Linked DNA regions of Sus scrofa: all the other regions are linked to region 2. A link is a contact called in public HiChIP or PLAC-seq and promoter capture Hi-C data. All regions are on one chromosome and are shown on one strand. The core of a region is the stretch at or near the end of the contact, and the rest is flanking DNA. Distances in the headings are between cores, read along the strand shown.

Region 1 (3,326 bases), core at 537-3,036, 100 kb before region 2:
CACATCTATAGTTGTGTGGATATAGTCTTAAGAAGAAGAATTCCATCCCCTCAGTCTCTCCAGAGCTACGCTGTTAGCAGGTTTCAAGTTGTGAATCTGTGTGTTTTTTATGTTGGAGTATGAGGAAAGAATCTGTGTTCAGTGTTTCAAGTTATTGTCACAGGTCACTCTTTTACAGACACTAAGACTTAATAGTATTAACTGTATTTTAAAGGACTATAAATGCGTCCCAGCAACAGATGAATAGATAAGTATGGCACACACATACAATGGAATGTCATTCAGCCATAAAAATAAAAGAAATTCTGACAAATGCTACAACATGGATAAGCCTTGAAAAGCTAAATGAAAAGGATAAATATTGTGATTCCACTTATATGGAGTACTTAGAGTGGGCAAAATCATAGAGACGAAAGTAGTATAGAGTTTACCAGAGCTATGAGGAGAAAAAAATGGAGTTATTGCTTAAAGACTACAAAGTTTCTATTAGGATAAAGAAAAAGTTTTGGAAATAGATAGTGGTGATGGTTACACAACAACAGTACAATGGGCATTGTACTTAATGCCACTAAATTGTAAGCTTAAAAATGGATAAAAAGATACATTTATGCTTTATATGTTTTTACCAAAAATTTTAAAAAAGACTACAAACGCTTGTTTCTCTTTGATGTATCTGACAAGTCAACTTGACAAATACTTGCTAAATTGCTGCCAGGTACCAGGCACTTTGGTAGGCAATGAGAATACAAAATGATTAAGACATAGTCACTGCTATAGTGTCAAAATCCTACTTATTCCGAAAGGCCTAGTATAGTTACAATCACCTTTCCATTATACTCTCTTTGAATAAGTATTTTGTTAGTAACTGTGTGAAGGATTTAAGAATGTGAAGGATGTAAGGATAAGTAACTCATGGTTCCTACCTTCAAAAAATCTAGTGTCTACCTAGGGAGGTTGAACTTACACACTAATAGTGCTACCTTGTCCTATTTTTTTTTTTTTTTTTTGTGATAAATACTAACTGGGAAGCTGAGAGGGGAAAAAATGGGGAGAAGAGGAAAAGACTTCTGAGGGAGACAGCAACATGCGCACATTTGGAAGATAATGATAGTAGTTAAGTGTAAAGTTTTTATAGTTGATTTATATAGAATTTGGAATACAACTTCATCCTAAAATATTAAAAGGATGATGTCCGAAGAAGGATACAGATCATAAGAAATAGTCACATGTCCTGGAGTTCCCATCGTGGCTCAGCAGGAGACGAATCAGGCTAGGAACACTGAGGTTGCCGGTTCGATCCCTGGCCTTATTCAGTGGGTTGAGGATCCGGCGTTGCTGTGAGCTGTGGTGTGGGTCACAGATGTGGCTCGGATCTGGCGTGGCTGTGGCTATGATGTAGGCTGGCCACTACAGCTCTGATTAGACCCCTAGCCTGGGAACATCCATATGCCTCGAGTGCAGCCCTAAAAAGACAAAAGGCAAAAAGAAAAAAAAAAATTCACAAGTCCTCAATAAAGCTCATTTGGTTTTTGTTTTTCTTTACCTGTTGTATATATTATAGTGTTACTTTATATTCTTATTCTGATGGTATTTTATATCATTGCTTTTCCATTAAGGACATTATTGCATTTTCTAAATTTCTAACCTTTATCCTTTCAGGAAAACAAAGTCAGGCCGCCCAATCTAACCACTAAACAAAAGTTCAGGTCCTCTCTGGCTCAGGCACCTTCCATAAGATCCCCCCCAGCTCAAAGTCTTCTACAGTGTTCAGTAGCCATGCACCACAAGGTGGAGCTTTCAGTCAGCCAGCCAAAGCCCTGCGTGTCCTCAGCTTTGCACCTCCAGCGAGAATCTGTTCAAAACAGAAAGAAATCCCTGTCTGACAAGGCAGCACAAGTACATTTGGAAGTACCAAAGCTCAACAGAGGAAATACTCCAATGCAAGACATAAATGTTGGCTCCCAACATAATATTGCTCCTAAATTCATACCAGTTTTCAAAAATCAACCAATACAAATGAACAAAAATATCTTAAAACCCGAGAACCTGAAAAGAAAACAGCATATTGTTATAGAACCTAAGTTGTTTTCACTCAAAACTAGTGTGATCCAGGATGACAAACTGAATTTAGATCCAGTTATAAAAAAAAGATGTAATCGCAGCATTCAGATGACTGCTAGAAATGTAAATCCAAAGACTTCTAGATCTCTGCAAGAAAAAAACACTGAGTCCTATGAAAACACTGAGTCCTATGCTTCTAGTGTAAAATCATTGCCTGTGAGTTTAAATGAAAGTAAACAACTATCTAATAGTTCAGTATTTCAGGTGTCAAATAATAATTTAGGTGTAATAAAAAGTGCTGTTGACTTCCAAGCAACTGGGAAAGAAAATTTGACAAGCAAATATAAAACACAAATCTTAAGGAAAGGCCACAATTCACTAAAAGTGAAAAGGCAACCATACATTTTTGAATCAGACACAGAAACAGAAGATCCCCAACTGCTACATCAACAAGCAGTTGATCAAACTAAAGAAGATGATGTAAGTAACCACCAATTAATAGTAAGCAGAATACCCCACAGGTCTAAAAGAGAATTATGTCAGGAATCTTCAAAAACTCCAAAGAGGCCTCATTCTAGTACTATCCGTCATGGACAATCCAGTTCTAGGAACCAGGTAAAGAAAAATTTTTTAAATTTTAATCTGGGGATATTTATCATGTGATAGACCTTTAAAACCCCCAAAATAAATATTTAAATTATTCGTCCAAGGACTTCTAGAAACACATTAAGAAAAAGATTCTATTCAAACACAACTGCAAGTATATACCCTTAATTTATAACAAAATGTGATTCTTCAATCTGGTTACAGATACGTAACTTGGACAAATCAAAACCTAAGAAATCTCTCGTCATTTCTAAAGCTTAGGACATGGATGTGAAAGAAGGAAATATCCACCAGGTAATTTAGGTGATATCTTCTGCTTTATTTTTTATTATGCTGTCCAAATTGGAATTGCCAGGTTTAGGGATCCCCAATCTTGTGTACCAAAGAATTCCTTAAAGTCTGAAAATCAGCAAGGATATAGAAAATGGCGGGGATAGTACAACCCTTGACTAAGGACTGTAAACAGCAACTGCTATATGTTGTAAGGCCTCTAAAAATGGATGAGGTAGAGAGGACCAATCACTAGCTCCCACCCACTCTGTTCTGGGGCCTTTGTAGAGAGGGCGGGGCAGCAGCAGACTGCCTAAAGATGGAAAATTCCACAGCCATTAGGACATCTACCTTTTGGACTCTCATCCAAGATAATTAACCTTAAATGG
Region 2 (3,282 bases), core at 448-2,947:
CAGCCTCCAGATCAGAAGAAACAAATTTCTGTTGTTTATAAGCTACTCAGTTTTTGGTATTTTTGTCATAGCAGCCTGAAGAGATCAAGATACTCAATGCCAGGCATGTTCTAAGTTCTGTACTAATTCTTTAAAAGCCAAAATTCTCCAAACGAAAGGGCAATTTGAAATACAATTTGAAAGTATGCTATTAGAGAATGCCTCCTTACTCAAGGCCACCTGTCTGTTGCATATTTTGCTTTCTTTCAAGGGCAGGAGGTAGAAAGTTCCATCTGCTGACAATTAACATTATATTTTCAAATATAAGGGTTCTACATCAAGATAAAAATTTGCATTTTCTTAACTTTTATTCAGATTTGCAGGAGAAATATTTTCATTAACGTTTCTCAAATGATTATTAGGTACTGTAAATGCATATTCAGTTTTAATTTTATCTTTTATTAAAGTATATTGATTTACAATGTTGTGGGCATATTCACTTTTTACTTGTACCCAAGCTTCCTCTTTGCTCTTATTTAGTACCACCACATACCCGTAAAATTTTAATAAACAGGTAATGTGTTACAGATTTTACTCTAAATCACTTTTTGCCATGTTTTTCACCAAATTCAGTCTCATTCCATCAAGAATCTCATTTATAGATAGCCGAACTAATTTTTTTAAAGCCTAATAGATTTGAGTGAAGGATATATGTCCAATAAATTCAAATTACTTACAAAAGTGTATAATATATGTAGGTGGTTTTTAATCAATCATGTACTACTAATAATTGTAATAAGAATTTAATCTAGAAGAGAAAAAAATTAACAGAATTTTCTAGTTACAGGAAAGTAAATACTGATTTAAATTTTTATACATATTGTACAAATGTATAAAAGTATAACAGTATCATTAATAGTATCAAGTATAAATGATATTTAATGATTTATAAATGAAATGCTGCAATTAAAAAAAATTCTGCAACGGATATTGATGAAAACAGAATTTCAAGGGAAAAACAAACCATGTAAAAATTTAAGTAATCTTATTTAAAAATATTTACAGGATGTGAGGAACTACATCCATTCCAACTATAAAATTGTCATTAAAACTACAACAACAACATAGAATATGGGAAGGGTAAAATCTTTCCCAAATTTTTTGGGTGATGCTCTAAAGGAGATAATCACACCCTCGGAGAAATAGTAGACGCTCAATAAGTAAATGGTGGGTCTACTTTCTTCATTAATTCCTAGGATTACTGGATCTAAATACTAAAATAATTCCTCTTAGTAACGGTGAAGGCTTGGTGAACAAAGTGCCAAAGATACGTGAAACGGAAACCTGTGTGACCAGGAAAACATGCTTCAGGAACCCGCGGGAATGGGGACTCTGGGTAGGGGGGTGTGGGCACCTCAATCCCGGACCACTTCACACAAAACACTACCTCTCCAACCCCACGGTTGAGGCAAAAGGCGGAAGACCAAAGTAGATCGCCGCCGGGCTCGCGCTTTTAAGCCCTGGCCTCCCAGGTCTCAGCCTCGCCTCCTGCCGGCGCCGCGCTCCGAACAGCGGAGGGCGGGGCGGCGCAGTTTCCGGCCAGGTCCGGGATTGGCGGACTGCACGGCGGCGAGGCGGGGATACGCCAGTGCTCCGGTCGAGGTCTGGGATTGGTGGATGGGGCGGCTGCGGGGCGGGCCCGCACAGGGGGCGTGACCGAGACACGTGGTGCGGAACCCGAGCTGTAGCAGCTGGCTGGTGAGCGGCCTTCCCGGGGAAGGAGGTCCCTGTGGACAGGGAGGTTCCTGCAGGCGGCGGGAGCAGGGCCGAGGCCGGGAGCGTGGGGTCCAGGCCGCCTCCCGGCAGGCAGGGGAGACCGGTCGCTGCGCGGCGGGCCAGGGACCAGGCCAGCTCTGAGGGGCCTGTGGCCGGCCCTGACGGGAGAAGAGGGCGTCCACTCAGAATGCGGCCCGCTCCAGTCAGAATGGGGTCCGGGGCGGCGGCGGGGAGGACGCACACTGACCCGCCTGTGAGCAACCCCTCCCCACCCCCGCCCTCCGCAACAGTGAGGCCCGCAGAAAACTAAAGCCTGTCTCTCGGCTGCAGAGACCTTTGGCGGAGGCCTGAGGTTGGTGTTGCAGGACGGCCTGCGCTCAGGGTCGGAGGCCCGGGGTCAGGGTCTCCACCCTCACTTAAGGCTGGGAGGTTGCACGTGGCTGCCCTGAGGCAGTCTCCGGGAGTGATGCTTGGTCCTGCGTCGGCCTGTCCTGAGTCCTTGGGCCTCCGACCCGCCCTCGCCCGCGCGGGAACCTGGTGCTGACTCAGCGACCCGGCGGAGATTTTATTTATGCCTTTGTCATCCCTGGTGTTTGCAGGGAGGGGTGGTGAGGAATAATTTTGTAGAACTGTATGTTTGGGATTAAAGTTCTAGATTGAGCAAATCAGAGGTTCCTACTCCTGTTGCAGTGGTTTTTACACAGAGCTGAAGCCCTCATTCAAGAGTCCCTTTACTTTTGCATGTGCCTTGAATTAAGGAGGTCAGGATGGAGCCTCAGAACTGAAAGAATCTTTGTAGGGATTGCTGGGTGGTTCCAGGTGGTACCACCAGCCCTTCTTCCCCTCACTGGAGTTTCAGTGTTGAAGTTACTTTACTCCCCAGGAACCTTAGATTCCAAGAAGGGAGTGAGGCTGGTGTTTACTTCCAGACAATAGGGTTTGCTTTTGTTCACTCCAACTCAATGCTTTTACCCTAATAAATGGGGTTCACCAGGGCATATAAAAGTGGTCCCCATTTAGAGTTCCCTCCTGGCTCAGCAGGTTAAGTATCTGGCGTTGTTACTGCTGTGGCTCAAGTCATTGCTGTGGTGGGGATTCTGGGAGCTTCTGCATGTCATGGTGCAAGTCCCCCCACCTTAGCCCCCCAGAAAAAAGTAGTCCGTTGTAATGGCTTTGGTACTGGCCAGTTGGTGAAACAGGAATAACTGTGCATGGGAGGGAGAAAGGGGCTCTGGCCTAACCTCTCTGACCCAGTTAGCAGTTCAGAGATGTTGTTTTTCCACCTGGTGAGGTGGCAGGAAGAGCTGAATAATCCAGTCTCTGTTTACTCTCCTTTGGTTAAAGATTCAACTTAGATAGCTATATATTTGACTTTAGCTGGAAGGCGATTGGTTAACTGGGCTGCAAAAAGCATAATGCTAATGAGAATATATCACAGTGAGCATGGAATTTGTGCTGTGTAATGACCAGGAACTCAAATGAAGAGTATCTGGTGTAGCATACTGTTCTGCTAAATAGGTTTTCCTT
Region 3 (3,218 bases), core at 116-2,615, 86 kb before region 2:
TGACTGGAAAAGACACATGAACTCCAGTGTTCATTGCAGCACTATTTACAATAGCCAAGACGTGGAAACAACCTAAATGTCCATCGACAGAGGAGTGGATCCAGAAGATGTGGTACATATACACAATGGAAGATTACTCATCCATCAAAAAGAACGGAATACCAGCATTTTTAGCAACATGGATGGACCTAGACACTATCATGCTAAGTGAAGTCAGCCATACAATGAGACACCAACATCAAATGCTTTCACTGACATATGGAATCTGAAGAAAGGACAGACAGAACTTCTTTTCAGAACAGATGCTGACTCACAGACATTGAAAAAACTTAATGGTCTCCAGAGGAGACAGTTTTGGGGGTGGGGGATGTGCTTGGGCTGTGGGATGGAAATCCTGTGAAATCAGATTGTTATGATCATTATACAACGACAGATGTGATAAATTCATTTGAGTAATAAAAAAAATGGAAAAAAAATTACAGCAGGGGAGTGGGATGGACTGGGAGTTTGGGTTTAGTAGATGCAAACTATTAACTTTAGAATGGATAAGCAATGTGGTCCTACTGTACAGCACAAGGAACTATATCCAATCTCCTGGGAGAAGAATATAAGAAAAAGAATGTATACATATACATATATATATATATATATATATATATATGTATGTATTTATGACTGTGTCACTTTGCTATACAGCAGAAATTGCACAATATTGCAAATCAACTACACTTTAACAAAAATTTTTTAAAAATCACAGCATATCCACAAAATGGAAGGTTTTAAAAATTACTTTTGGGGGTCATAATTTACATAGACAAAAGCAATATACGAAAAACATACACTTGAATTTTGAAAAGGAAAATATTCATCTATATTCCATGTGCAAAAACTTATGAAAGAAAATGCATCAGAACATTACCAAAAAAAGACATTATCAGTGGTTACGCTGTGTATTGTTTGGGGAGATCCATTTCTTTATATACATTTTTAAATGCCCAAATTGTCCATAATAAACATGAATTATTTATATTGTGGAAAAGACAATTCATGTTATTTTAGAAAATAGAAAAAAAGGAAAAAAATAGATGGAATAAGACACAGCATTTTCTCTTTCGGCCAGACAGCCATTTCCATTTGCTTGCTCTATGCAAAAAATATCATGGGAGTGATACTATTTAAATTTAGGTTAATTCCACTTTGGTTTTCCTTTATTATTCTTATCTGTTTCACCTTCTTCATGACATTAGACATGTTTCATTCGAACATGTGCCAAGTTATTGCTTATGCTCTTTCTAGGGCATTAGGCAATCACCCAGATCCTTCTAAATAGTCCTTCCAAAGAATCATGACAGGAACACTGCCAGAGAACTTCACCCAGTACTTCTCATGACAGGAAGATGATGAAATGGGAGGGCCCCGAAGCCTTATAGGGAGTCCCAGTAACTCATTTAATTGAGAAATTGTAGTTTCAAGTAGTAGAAACCACAAGAGCAGATCGGCTTTCTCAATCGTGAATATTTATGTAACTGCTGGAGCCAGGGTAAGTATATGCTTCCCAGGAACCACATGGATCCCCAAAGAGAATTCAGGGCCATTGTTAAACTGGAAGAATAAGTGGATGCTGGGGAAAAAACCAATGTTGACTGAAAGCTGTAATCCCCAAGTCATGACCTCATTGACTTGTAACCACAAACCTGGTGGTCATATTTCTACTAAAATAGGTTTTCACTCATTTGTCAAATATTTAGTTTGCTCCTACTATGTTCCAGGAATTGTGTTAGTGGCCAGATATACAATATCAGATGTAGAAGACTTCATCTAGTCTCCCCCAAGCAGTCAGGAAAAAGAGGCAATTAAATGGGTGATAAAGAGATGTTAAATGCTACCACAAAGGAAGTACAATGAGCTATAGTAGAAGCTATCTATAGCAGCAGCAGGGCTTCCAGAAAGAAGAGAAGTTTAAGGTAGGATTTTTCCATGTGTGGAAGCTAATAATGTGGCCTGGAGGTAAAAGAGTGGTCTAGGAACATGTCTGAAAAGACCCAGAGGAAGGTATGATAACTCTAAGAAACTCAAGAAGATCAGTGAGGCTGGAATGCAAGGAGGAAGTAATGAGAGATGCTGCTGAACAGAAGAAATAGAAGATCTGGGGTGAGAGGAAGGCAAGACTGGATATGGAGATCTGTTAGGAGGCTGAGATAGCATGATGGAGAGAAGTAAACTAAGAAATATTTAGGAAGTAGAACTGACGGGACTTAGTGATTAACAAATGTGGTGTAAGCTTAGAATACTGATGCTAGGTCTTTCTCTTTTCTAATATAATGTCCCTCAAAGCACTGATTTAGCTGCATCTCATAATTTTGACTTGTGATTTCATCTTTTTCAGTTTAAAATACTTCCATATTTCTATTTAGAAGTTTAATTTCCAAATATTTATGATGTTTTCAGATGTTTTTCTGTTATTGCTTTCTAGTAATTCTGCTATGGTCATTTATTTTAAATTTACTTAGACTTGTTTTCTAGACTGGTAATTGGTGTATGTACTGAGCCACCCAAAGCCCAGTCAATTCTTTTCCCTTTTTATGTGGCCATACCTTGCCATTCTGACTTTTCCTTCTTTCTCTTTTTTCTTTTTCAATGGTCTCTCCTCTAGTGCAGAGAAGTGAAGAGAAGGTCAGGCCTGCATGGATTTCTTGCAGACTGGGGATCTTTTCTCAACATTGCCTTTGAGGAACAATGCATTAACATCACAAAAGTAAGCAATAATTTTAACATTGGCACATTGAAGTGTAAATCCATATTTGGGAAAGAAAATTACTCTAAAGAAGCACAATCTGCAGAAAAGTGACTCTAACCACAATAATTATACCCTTTATATTATTATGCAGAGGAGTTTAGCTCCTTGGAGCCAGAGCCACATGGTTTCAAATATCACCTTCCTAGAAGAGGGTATTTCTCCATTGGGTGGCTTCCCAGAAAAAAAGACATTTAACTTCAAAGGCAAATTCAACGTCTTATCTCTTGAGAGGCAGGAAATTGCAGGTTTTTTCTATTTTCTCTTCATCTCTCTTTGTACATCTGGTCTCACCCAGGGTCATAGTGTTTTGATACTATTGCTCAGTGGAGAAGGGCTGGGAAGTATAGATTCTGCCTTGCTTTCCGTAAGTAATTAAAACATAAAAACAGCCTCTGAATTCAGGTGGTACCTATTGATGTCT

What was found. Promoter capture Hi-C pulls out the DNA fragments that hold promoters and counts their contacts. HiChIP or PLAC-seq counts read pairs in DNA pulled down with a chosen protein or histone mark.
Region 1: a contact with region 2 is called in a promoter capture Hi-C map of fetal liver, with 3 times the contacts expected there. The contact joins the enhancer-like site here to the promoter of CNDP2 in region 2. A contact is called at or near these places in 3 of 5 promoter capture datasets (fetal liver, fetal skeletal muscle and liver) and 17 of 47 Hi-C or Micro-C datasets (brain, embryonic fibroblasts, epiblast stem cells and 9 more).
Region 3: an H3K27ac HiChIP or PLAC-seq map of alveolar macrophages shows a contact between it and region 2. The contact joins the enhancer-like site here to the promoter of CNDP2 in region 2. A contact is called at or near these places in 1 of 5 promoter capture datasets (liver), 1 of 47 Hi-C or Micro-C datasets (embryonic fibroblasts) and 1 of 2 datasets of contacts at active chromatin or transcription factors (alveolar macrophages).

The regions. Positions count from the first base shown.
Region 1 is chr1:149,687,266-149,690,591 of Sscrofa11.1, reverse strand. C1H18orf63 reads left to right here. Exons shown (of 15, transcript XM_013993265.2): 13 at 1,660-2,676; 14 at 2,872-2,961. The coding sequence ends at 2,928. Among named protein-coding and RNA genes, the nearest start is that of C1H18orf63, 37 kb to the left of the region's middle. Within about 2 kb of position 1,786, at least 3 of the 83 cell types and tissues checked have an H3K27ac peak or open chromatin away from gene starts, as enhancers often do. A contact at or near this core is called in fetal liver, where this site is marked.
Region 2 is chr1:149,582,734-149,586,015 of Sscrofa11.1, reverse strand. CNDP2 (carnosine dipeptidase 2) reads left to right here and starts at 1,697. Exons shown (of 12, transcript NM_001243707.1): 1 at 1,697-1,737.
Region 3 is chr1:149,668,163-149,671,380 of Sscrofa11.1, reverse strand. No RefSeq gene overlaps it. Among named protein-coding and RNA genes, the nearest start is that of C1H18orf63, 56 kb to the left of the region's middle. Within about 2 kb of position 1,365, at least 6 of the 83 cell types and tissues checked have an H3K27ac peak or open chromatin away from gene starts, as enhancers often do. A contact at or near this core is called in alveolar macrophages, where this site is marked.